Regions from separate parts of the Zea mays genome. Here region 1 is linked to region 2. Evidence: chromatin contacts called from public Hi-C data. All regions are on one chromosome and are shown on one strand. Each heading gives the region's core, a stretch centred on a gene start, on an enhancer-like site or on the middle of the called end of the contact. The rest is flanking DNA. Distances are from core to core; before and after follow the strand shown.

Region 1 (4,780 bases), core at 274-2,773, 98 kb after region 2:
CCTAAGGTTAGTTGTTCGAATAACTAATCTTATGCTGAAAAGTTAGGCATCAATTCAAACATGCCCTTGAATTAAATAACTAATCTTAGGCTGAAAAGTTAGGCAAGTTATGCATCAATCCAAACATGCCCTTAGTGTTTCACGAGCGGGGGCAAATGGTTGGTGGTGTTTTCGGTCTCTCCTGGGGTTAGAGGCTCTAGGACTTGTTTGGTTCGTGACTAAATGTATCATATTTTGTCTAAGATTAGTCGTCAAAATTGAAGAACTAAACTTATATAGAAAAGTTATATAAAGTATGGTAAGTTAGACAGTAAACCAAACATGGCTTGTCATGTTCTTTGGTTCCTTTTCCTTTCCTAGAGTTTATGACCAATATTAAGCATGATTAAAATTGCATGGAGCATGAGAAAGGATTGACAATGGGTCGCCAATTGCCAGACTAACGACGACGATAGTGACGGTGGAGAAGCGTTTGCAGAATTCTAATTCTGACTGTTTATTTCTCTGCGTCCAATGAAAGCGACGTGATACTAAACCCACAACAGAGGAGTTGCATTGCATTGCATCAAAGCTGACAATTGGCGAGTGAACGCGCAAGTCTGCTGGTCACTCTCTTTGCACTTGGAAGACTGAAACCTGCGACGCCACGAATTAGTCGTAGGTAGTAGGCGCGTGACGGAGGGAGGAGGACCGATCGATGGCGCGTCCTAGGATGCACGCATGAGGCCCACAGCCACAGCCCGTCAACGGCGACGCCGGCAGGCATGGATGCAGCAGCATGTAACACGCCGTCCCCCCCGGGGGTGTCGACGTCGTGCTGTTTTGTTTCTTCTTCCCGACAGCCAACAACCGGCCGCCGGCCCGGTCTGCTCCTGTGTCTGCGTGCGCGCGGCGCAACCACGTCAGAGATGCGGTGCCGTGCCGACGCGTGTTTCGTCTTCCTCTCCCTGGACGTTTCTCAGTCTGTCCGTACGTACGTTTCCGTCGCCGGTCTCCCCACGCGGCGGGCGTCCGGCCGGAGCTGGAGCGGACTCCTTCACGCTTCACACTTTTTCTGCTGCCCTGCTAGACTGCTACAGCGAATACTCGTACGAACACTCACTCGTACGCCTGTCGCTGGTCGTCGACGTCGCCACGAGGAAAACGAGGCAGAGACGGTGGTCTGGGCGTGTGGCAGTCGTAGCCTGTGAGGCAGAGGCAGGGGCCACCCCCAACAGCAGCAGTGCCCGTGCTGCTACTGCGAGGGCGAGCAGAGAGGGACGGCAGCAGCGGCCTTGTCGCGACGCGCTTGGACTGGCGCGGCGCCTGCCTAGATGCCGTTTCGACTGATGTGGGTGGCTGGCGGCCCCGCCTGCCTGCCTCCCCCTCTCCGTGGTGGTGGGCCGTGGGCTGCTTGCTGCTGGGCTCGACGCTGCCTACAGCAGCAGTGAGTGTCTAGCGAGCGCAGCACCGGGCCGGGCCACCACCCCGCACAGCAATTACTAGTGCTGCACCTACTACACTGCGACTCCAGGACAGGACAGCATGCATCGGTGTGCCTCGGATGGAGTGGGAGGGTCCCGAGCGCGTGGCGGGGGCCAGGGTCGTGGAGGGTCCACGTGCCAGCGCCATCATCGCCTGCTCGACTAGGGCGCTACTACTCTGGATTCAGTGTCACATACTGCCAAATGATCTACTGCTGCTGCTACGCTACACGTCGGTAGCCCGTGGTAGTGCCCAGTTGCCCACTGCCCAGTGCAACAGAAGACACACTAGGCAGGGTCAGGGTCAGGGTCAGGCGCAGGCAGCAGCGGCAGAGGTATCCCCAGGGTACGTGCTCTGTGCAAAGCCATGATGATGCTTCCCGTGGAACCGCGCGGAGCCGTACAAGCATCGGCCGCCACGTCCGGACCCAGTCAAGAACTGTTTCGACCATTGTTTCAAGAGAGAGAGAGAGAGGACAAAGGACCAGCGCCCCGGTTCCGGTCAAAGCCTGTCCTGGGGTGTTCGCCAGACCATGGATCCACTGTTTCTTTGCTACGACGACGACGACGACAGCCACGGGACCCCACAACAGCCCAACAGTGAGCGACTGCGACGCCCTTTAGGATTGGCATGGCACGTTCCGCGGCTGCTGCTGACCTGCTGTCGTCGCCCCGACCAGACCGACCGCCCAAAAGCATATCCCTCCGGCTCCGGGGACCGGGGTCCGGACCCATGGATGCAGGACTAGTAGCCATGCAGATGCAGCGAACCTCGCAGCGAGCCATGGTCCCTTGCCAGTTTCCAGCCACCGCGCCGGTGCGGTGAGCCCTCCTCTGTCCTCTCCCCTGCCACGTTGACCGGAGGAAGGGAGACGGCTGGCTGGCAGCACGAGCGCCACCGGGAGTGCAGCCCAGGCGGACGGGCCAACCACGACGGCACACTCGTGGCGGCAACGGGGCGGGGGAACGAAGTGGACGGATGGCGCCTTTTCCACGGAGTTCAGGGGAGGCACTAGCAGGCGGTGCCGAGGGATCAGGGAGGCAAGCAGCCACACGCCTGGCTGGTTGGTTGCTTGCTTGCCCCGGGCACCTTTCCTCCCTTCATTTCACTGCAGAAACAGCTTAACGCCACCACCACTTCCTCAGTTCCGTGTATCAACAGAGCACACCAAATGTGACGGGAAATCGCGCCCACAGCATGAGCTGCCTGTCGCCTTTGCCTTTCGCTGTGCTTTGATTTGCATTGCATCACTCGGACACCAGGCAGGCAAGACGATAAGGGGCCCCGCCACACACTCGCCCCAATCATGCATACTTGCATAGCGTATGGATCAATGGACGGCAAAAAGAGACAGTGCGCGCCTTTAGGTCGCCGTCATCGCCACGAAGACGGACGTTGTAAACGACACGGACTTGCATTGACCATATGCGGCATCACACAGCGTGTTGCTGAGACCAGAGAGCTGACAGGAACGGGGTTGGTCACAGGTCAGGTACTCTACAAACTCTCTTATGGTACATTCAGTGAGAAAGATCAGACATACATATACCCAGTGTTTGTCATCTATCTCACGCCACAGAGCTACGCTTACAGGGATTAAAATGCCGCGAAATAGCTAGCTGCCGGTTAATACCGAAGGTACCGCTACTGCTTGTTACTGCTCACTACAAGCTGGGGCTGGGGCTGGGGCTGGGGCTGGGTACACAAATATTTACATCGCAAAGGCAGAGGGGAGCAAATCAGCAATAACAATAATACTAGCAATAAAACTTGCTACCAACAGCGAGCTTCGGAGAAGCAGGCGGAGACAGTAGTTTCTACGTTCCCAACTAAAACCCAAACGGACGGGGGATGGGGCTGCAACGGACAAGCAAAAGATCTCAGGAGTTTTTACTTCCCTGGGACCCGGGCTGGCACCACCTCCTGCACAAGGAACGGGTTCATCACGCATGCATCATCGTCGGCTTCCTCCACACGACCTACACACAAAGCCAAAAAGCGACAACCAAAAGATGAGCCCCCCTTTTTCCTTTTCCCATCACTGCAGCCTCCTATCATGCCAATGCCAAACTTAAGTATCATGTGACCAGAGCGCCAATGCAGCCGAGATGCTGAATTTAGCAATGCATTAACAGGTATTCAACAAAGACAAATTCGTTGCTCCTTTAGTCCAGAGTCAAAACCCCATTCACCACCACTGTTGCAACAACAACAAAAAAAACAGAGTACTGCGGCTCAAACGGAGGACTTACCTAGTCATCTAAAACTGCTTGCTGCAGTGCAGGCAGACATCCTACTCGTTTGCGGCGGCGGCGGCGCAGCCTTCGCCTGCTGCTGGGGGTTCCTCCTTCCTCGGCACGGATGATTTCGAGTTCATCTTCTGGACCTCCTCCTTCGTGTAGATGTAGATCTTGCGCACTATGTTGCAGAACTCCCTGCTCGTAAGCAATGGACTGGTGTGTCAGTATTGGAACGAGAAAGCTCATTCGCGTGTACAAAGCTCCCACCACTTGAGAGAGAGAAAAAGACTTACTCCCACGGGTCATCTCCGACAAGCATCATATCACCCTCGTTGTCGGTATAAACGATCTGCCAGTTCCGGTTAGCAGATACCAATTCGCCCTCGAACTCAAACATCTTGTCTAGTTCCGCTTTGAGCTCACCGTAGTCGGTGAATTTAGAGAGGTCCACGGACCGGCCAAGCGCAACTCCTTGCTTATGAACCTGAAGACCATTCGAAGCAGAAGTGTAAATTGTAGAGGATAGGATCATAGGACTACACAAGATATTTTATAGGTTCGGCCACAAAGCAGTTATGCAATATTATTGTATGTAAAACTACAATGACGCAATCAAGCAATTCTGCTTTGGACCGAACAATCCAATCCATGGCCACCAAAAAAGAATAAATGTATCATCAGGCATGTTGAGTAAATTTATTGTTTTGTTTCTGTTTCTTTTCTTCTTCTTTTTTGAATTCTGCCAAATGGAGATGCGATTTTAGGCAACATAGAGAACACATCAAACGATTATTGGCAGATTCGATCAGTGTCGGTGAAAACCACAGATTTGAGTCATGAACTCAACGACCAGTCTGCATTCAGACAATTAGGAACCAAACCACCAGGATTTCGGAACCACACAGCAATATCTGAAGAGGTCATTTTGTTTCAATAACCGAATGAGCCAATAGCTGATAATATATTCCCAATCACATGCACATTGAATATAGACAAGTGCATGGTCATAAAAACGGAAAAAAACAATACCTTTGTACAGCTCCTTGTTGAAGCGCCCTGGGACTTGCTTTGAATAT
Region 2 (4,363 bases), core at 1,505-4,004:
TTGTGGTGGCCTGCCAAGTGCCAAGTGAGGTAGCCAGCAGCGAGCACTACTGCAATGCAAAAATAAAAATAAAAATATCAGAGACAGCTAGAGACAAAAGAAAGTAGAGAACAAACACTAGAGGGGACACTGAAACACAGAGGACGAGCAGGCCCAGACCCGTTTAGCGGCTTCATTCATTCACAAGGATTCATCAGAGATGTGTCTTTCCATGGCATCAGTGCATGGCTGCAGGCCTTGTTGTTGCTGCTGCTGACAGCTACAGCATTGCAAGGCAGCCTTGTGCTGCTGCACTGCATCTGCATGCATGCATGCATGCATGTGTGATCTATGTGCATGGTCCACAAGATCTTCTTTGACATATCACGAGGACATATGTGATCTGAACCCTGATCTCCCCCAGTACAAACATCTTGTCATGCACAGCAAAATATTTTCTTTTCCTCCGCCCGTGCCATGCACATTGGAGACAGGAGAGACGGGGAAGGATTGGGAGAGAGTAGATTTAGTGTTGTAGTGTGCGTGCACTTTATAAGCATGCAGAAGTGTGGGCTGGTCAAGAGAGACTGCAAACTGCCCTGCGCCTGCACTCCACGAGTGAAAGCCAGATCTAATCGAAAGTAGTGAGGTGCTTCAATTTCTACGCAACATTTCATCTCAGAACGCCAGCCTGAAGGCAGCCAAACAGTGCTCACATCAAGAGGCTAGGCTACCTCTCAATTCTCAGGTACTGCTGCCTGGTTGCCATCATGACATCTACCAAAGGGACAACATGTATCATAAAAAATAAAGGTGTATGTGTCTACTCTCTTCCACGATGGACTGATTGTCTGATCATCAACACACACAAAAAAAATGCGAACAGGAATCCAGTTTTGTTTGTATATGCAGGTGGTACATGTCTCATGTGCATTATGAAATTATGATGCCGAGTTTTTTTCTTCTCTCGACAGTAACATGAGACACGCTTTTTATTAAGAGGAAGAAGTAGAGTTTCAAAAGGTATAAAGGACTCGCAAGAATACGAGGGGGGATTAGCATGTTAAGGGCTAGTTTGAGAACTCTATTTTCCCATGCAATTTTTATTTTCTCAAGGAAAAATGAACTAATTTTCCCTGGAAAAATGAAAATTTCTTGGAAAAATAGGGTTCCTAAACTAGCTCTAATAAAATATTAAAATCATACTTCTTCCCACATACAGTATTCTTTATTCCAACGTCGACACAGGAAGATTAAGACCATAAGCTAGTTATTTACGTACTGCTGGTAGTGGTCAGCACGTATTCAGTATAGTATGGACAGATGCTAGCTTGGGATCTGAAATTGTCGGCATCGTATAAGGTTGTGCTCGCAATATAATGCCTCATAATATCCATTTTCTGAATATTTCTTGCACGCTGAGCAGCTGTGCCCACGATTTTCTTTCATGGCACTGATCCACATGCAATGTGGCCAAGATAACTTTAACAAAAAAAGATGTGGGTGATATATTGTGTTCCTCTGAATCAGATTATTTGCAGCATTATAATTACCAAAGGAGTATGAGAATATTAAAACGTAGTCCCTTAAAGGACTCCATAACAGACCACAGAGTATTATTTTTGTACTTTTGGCCTCGCCATGAACCATGAGGCTGATACTAAAGTAGATATGTCGTCTACATGCTGGAGCCATTAGATGGCCTGTGCATGGGTGCATGTAGTCCCTTGCTCTTTGTTTAGATGCAAAATTGTTTTTTTTTCTCTCTCTTTAATCTGTTCCTGCTGCATTACGTGATGGCCTCACCCCTGCAATGGTTGACAACTAATTAAGTACCCAGCTGAGATCCTGCTGTGGATCATGCACGAACTCTTGAAGACACTTGGTATTCTATATATGGTCAAGTTGATGTAATGATTCCATGGAATTGATAGTGGTGCCCATCAACTTACAACAGTGATCTAACATTAGTCAAACTCAAATGAGTAGAGGAGGAATCAGCTGTGAGCTCAATTATTACTGTAAAACGCATGCAGAGGTGGTAATACATGAATAAATATGCAAAAAAAATTTACAGAAATACATGAGGCTCAGTGCAACTCATTCAGGGAATTATATATGGAAATTGGGTAACATAAACTTTCTGTATATTTTGTTTTTCTAATGACCTTTTTTCATATAATATCTGAATGTTTAGCATGCTTCACGTACAAGTGGTTTCATGCTCTTTTCCATCAAAACATTGAACTACTTTCTGTATATACCAATAGATAAATAATGGAAAAGGATGCAGTTGCTTAAGGCCCTGTTCGGTTTCACCGGAATAGACCAGTATTTATTCCAGCTCATCAAAATCTATATAAATTAGAGAAGTAATCCGGCTAGTAATCAATCCGGGGCTCAAATCCATAACAACCGAACAGAGCCTAAGTGTGGGTGGTGAAAGGCTACACCTAGGCTGAAGATAGTAACCTTTTGGTGTGTAGAGAGATTAGCAAAAGTTAGGATAGTAGTGGAGTTGCCATGCTGTCACCTCAACGTACACGACACTTTCACTTGTTCGCACAGTAGCATCAGGGTTTCCTTCTTCAGCCTCTCCATCGTCCACCGATCCCAGGGAGATGGATGGATTCTAGTATTCTACAACACGATCATGGCATAAAGTAATAATACTATAATTCTTCATTTGCAGCACAACTGCACAAAGCAAGTACTAGTATTAATTTCATCTCTCTTGACCACAGGCGGCTCCACAGAGTCCCAGACCAAAGGGAAAGAAAGTGAGGCCACACCATCATCTCTCCCTTGGCTTGCTCCCGAATAGGAGAAAAGCGAGGACTCAGAATCCTCTTCTTCCTCCTCCCTTCCAAGTCATTTCTCTTCAGCTAGTTATTCACCTTCTTTCCTTCTGACTCCCCCAGACCCCCACAGACATATGCATGCATCTCCCTGCTTCTTCTCCATCCATCCATTCATCCATACATGCAGCCATGGTGCAGTCGGTGATTGAGATATGAGATGCACCAGCACGATCGATGACCATGGTCCCAACAACTAGGAACCTGTTGCACCATGACGGCGTCAAGAGCAGCCGCGGCAGGTCGTGCTACCACCCCGGCCAGTACTACGTCGGCATCGCCGCCCAGTTGGAGGACCAGAGCAGCAATCCGTCAACAAGATTCCCTCGGCCGCTGGCGACTATGGTAGTAGACGATGACGAGGCTGCTGCGGCGGGGACGAGGAGCTCGAGCTCCCCGGGCGCCGCCGCCGCCGCAGGAAACGACGACGAAGAAGGAGACTGCTGGCTCCAGCTAGGCCTCGCCGCCGCGTCGTCGTCGGCCTCCTCCTCCTCCTCCGGCGACAACAACATCACGGCTCCGGATCCGGGTCCGGCGCCCCCGCCTCCTGTGGAGGAGGGGCTGTACCTTTTGGCGTACGACAACAAGCGGAACGCGAGTGCGAGGCCGCCGCCGTTGTTCCCGCTGCCGCTTCGGAGCTACCACGTCGACCAGTCCTACGGCGGCGACCGCGGACGGTATCGACCGGCGGCGGAAGCTAGCGGGTCGGCCATGTCGGCGCCGCTGGCGCCTCCTCCTCCGTTCATCAGGTGCTCCGGCGGCGCTGCCATAAGAGTCGTTAGCCCGCCGCGGCGAACGGAGGCGCCCGGCGGGCTGTGGCTGACGCTTCGAGCAGCTCCCAACCAGTAAGTGCACACATGCATGATAAATCCACAGCTTTATTTAGCCTTTACTGCGACGATGTGCTTGCAAACATACGCATCATATTCATACCTACGTACGTTTGATCACATTAATTAGGTGGCATAAGTAACACATTATGCATGCACATATTGTTTAGATTTGTAGTGTTCGTTCTTGTTCATGCATGTTGCGTGGAGCGGCGCGCTGCATGTTTATTTAACTAGTTTTATTTCCCATATATATATGCTTGCAGAATCAGAGAGCCTGTTTTGCCCCAGATAGCAAAGAGCTACCTACGAATCAAGTACTTTTCTATCCTTTCTTCTTTTTTTGTTGTTCTATTTTATGACTAGCAAGCAAAGAGCTACCTACAAATCCATAGGCATCTGAAACTGATTTTGCACGCAGGGACAGCAACGTGACGGTGGCGGTGGTGATGAAGTACTTGGCCGACAAGCTAGGGATCACGCCGTCTCATCAGGTAGTACATCTATACATGCATGATGCATCACCCTCTCGAGAAGCTCATATGAACTGGCGTGCACTTGGAATCGATCATATATATGAAAGAAACATTATACCTAATCAATTAAGAGTACGTACAGGCCGGGGATCTCCTTTAATTAGCTCGTCGATCTGGAGAAAATAACTAGACAAAGGAATATAGTAGTAGGTCACAGGCC

Evidence for each region. Hi-C and Micro-C count contacts between places; a contact is called where the count stands out from the background.
Region 1: a Hi-C map of leaf shows a contact between it and region 2, with 5 times the contacts expected there. The contact joins the enhancer-like site here to the promoter of LOC100274155 in region 2. A contact is called at or near these places in 11 of 25 Hi-C or Micro-C datasets (ear, leaf, leaf mesophyll and 4 more).

What each region holds. Positions count from the first base shown.
Region 1 is chr8:166,325,933-166,330,712 of Zm-B73-REFERENCE-NAM-5.0, forward strand. LOC100273501 reads right to left here. Exons shown (of 15, transcript XM_008658682.3): 12 at 4,734-4,780; 13 at 3,998-4,188; 14 at 3,717-3,899; 15 at 2,942-3,443. The coding sequence ends at 3,758. It also overlaps the pseudogene LOC103636328. Among protein-coding and RNA genes, the nearest start is that of LOC100273501, 6.4 kb to the right of the region's middle. Within about 2 kb of position 1,524, at least 20 of the 20 cell types and tissues checked have an H3K27ac peak or open chromatin away from gene starts, as enhancers often do. A contact at or near this core is called in ear, leaf, leaf mesophyll and 3 more, where this site is marked.
Region 2 is chr8:166,226,501-166,230,863 of Zm-B73-REFERENCE-NAM-5.0, forward strand. It overlaps LOC100274155 (RING finger protein), which reads left to right and starts at 2,755. Exons shown (of 4, transcript NM_001148533.1): 1 at 2,755-3,682; 2 at 3,934-3,984; 3 at 4,089-4,161. The coding sequence starts at 3,015.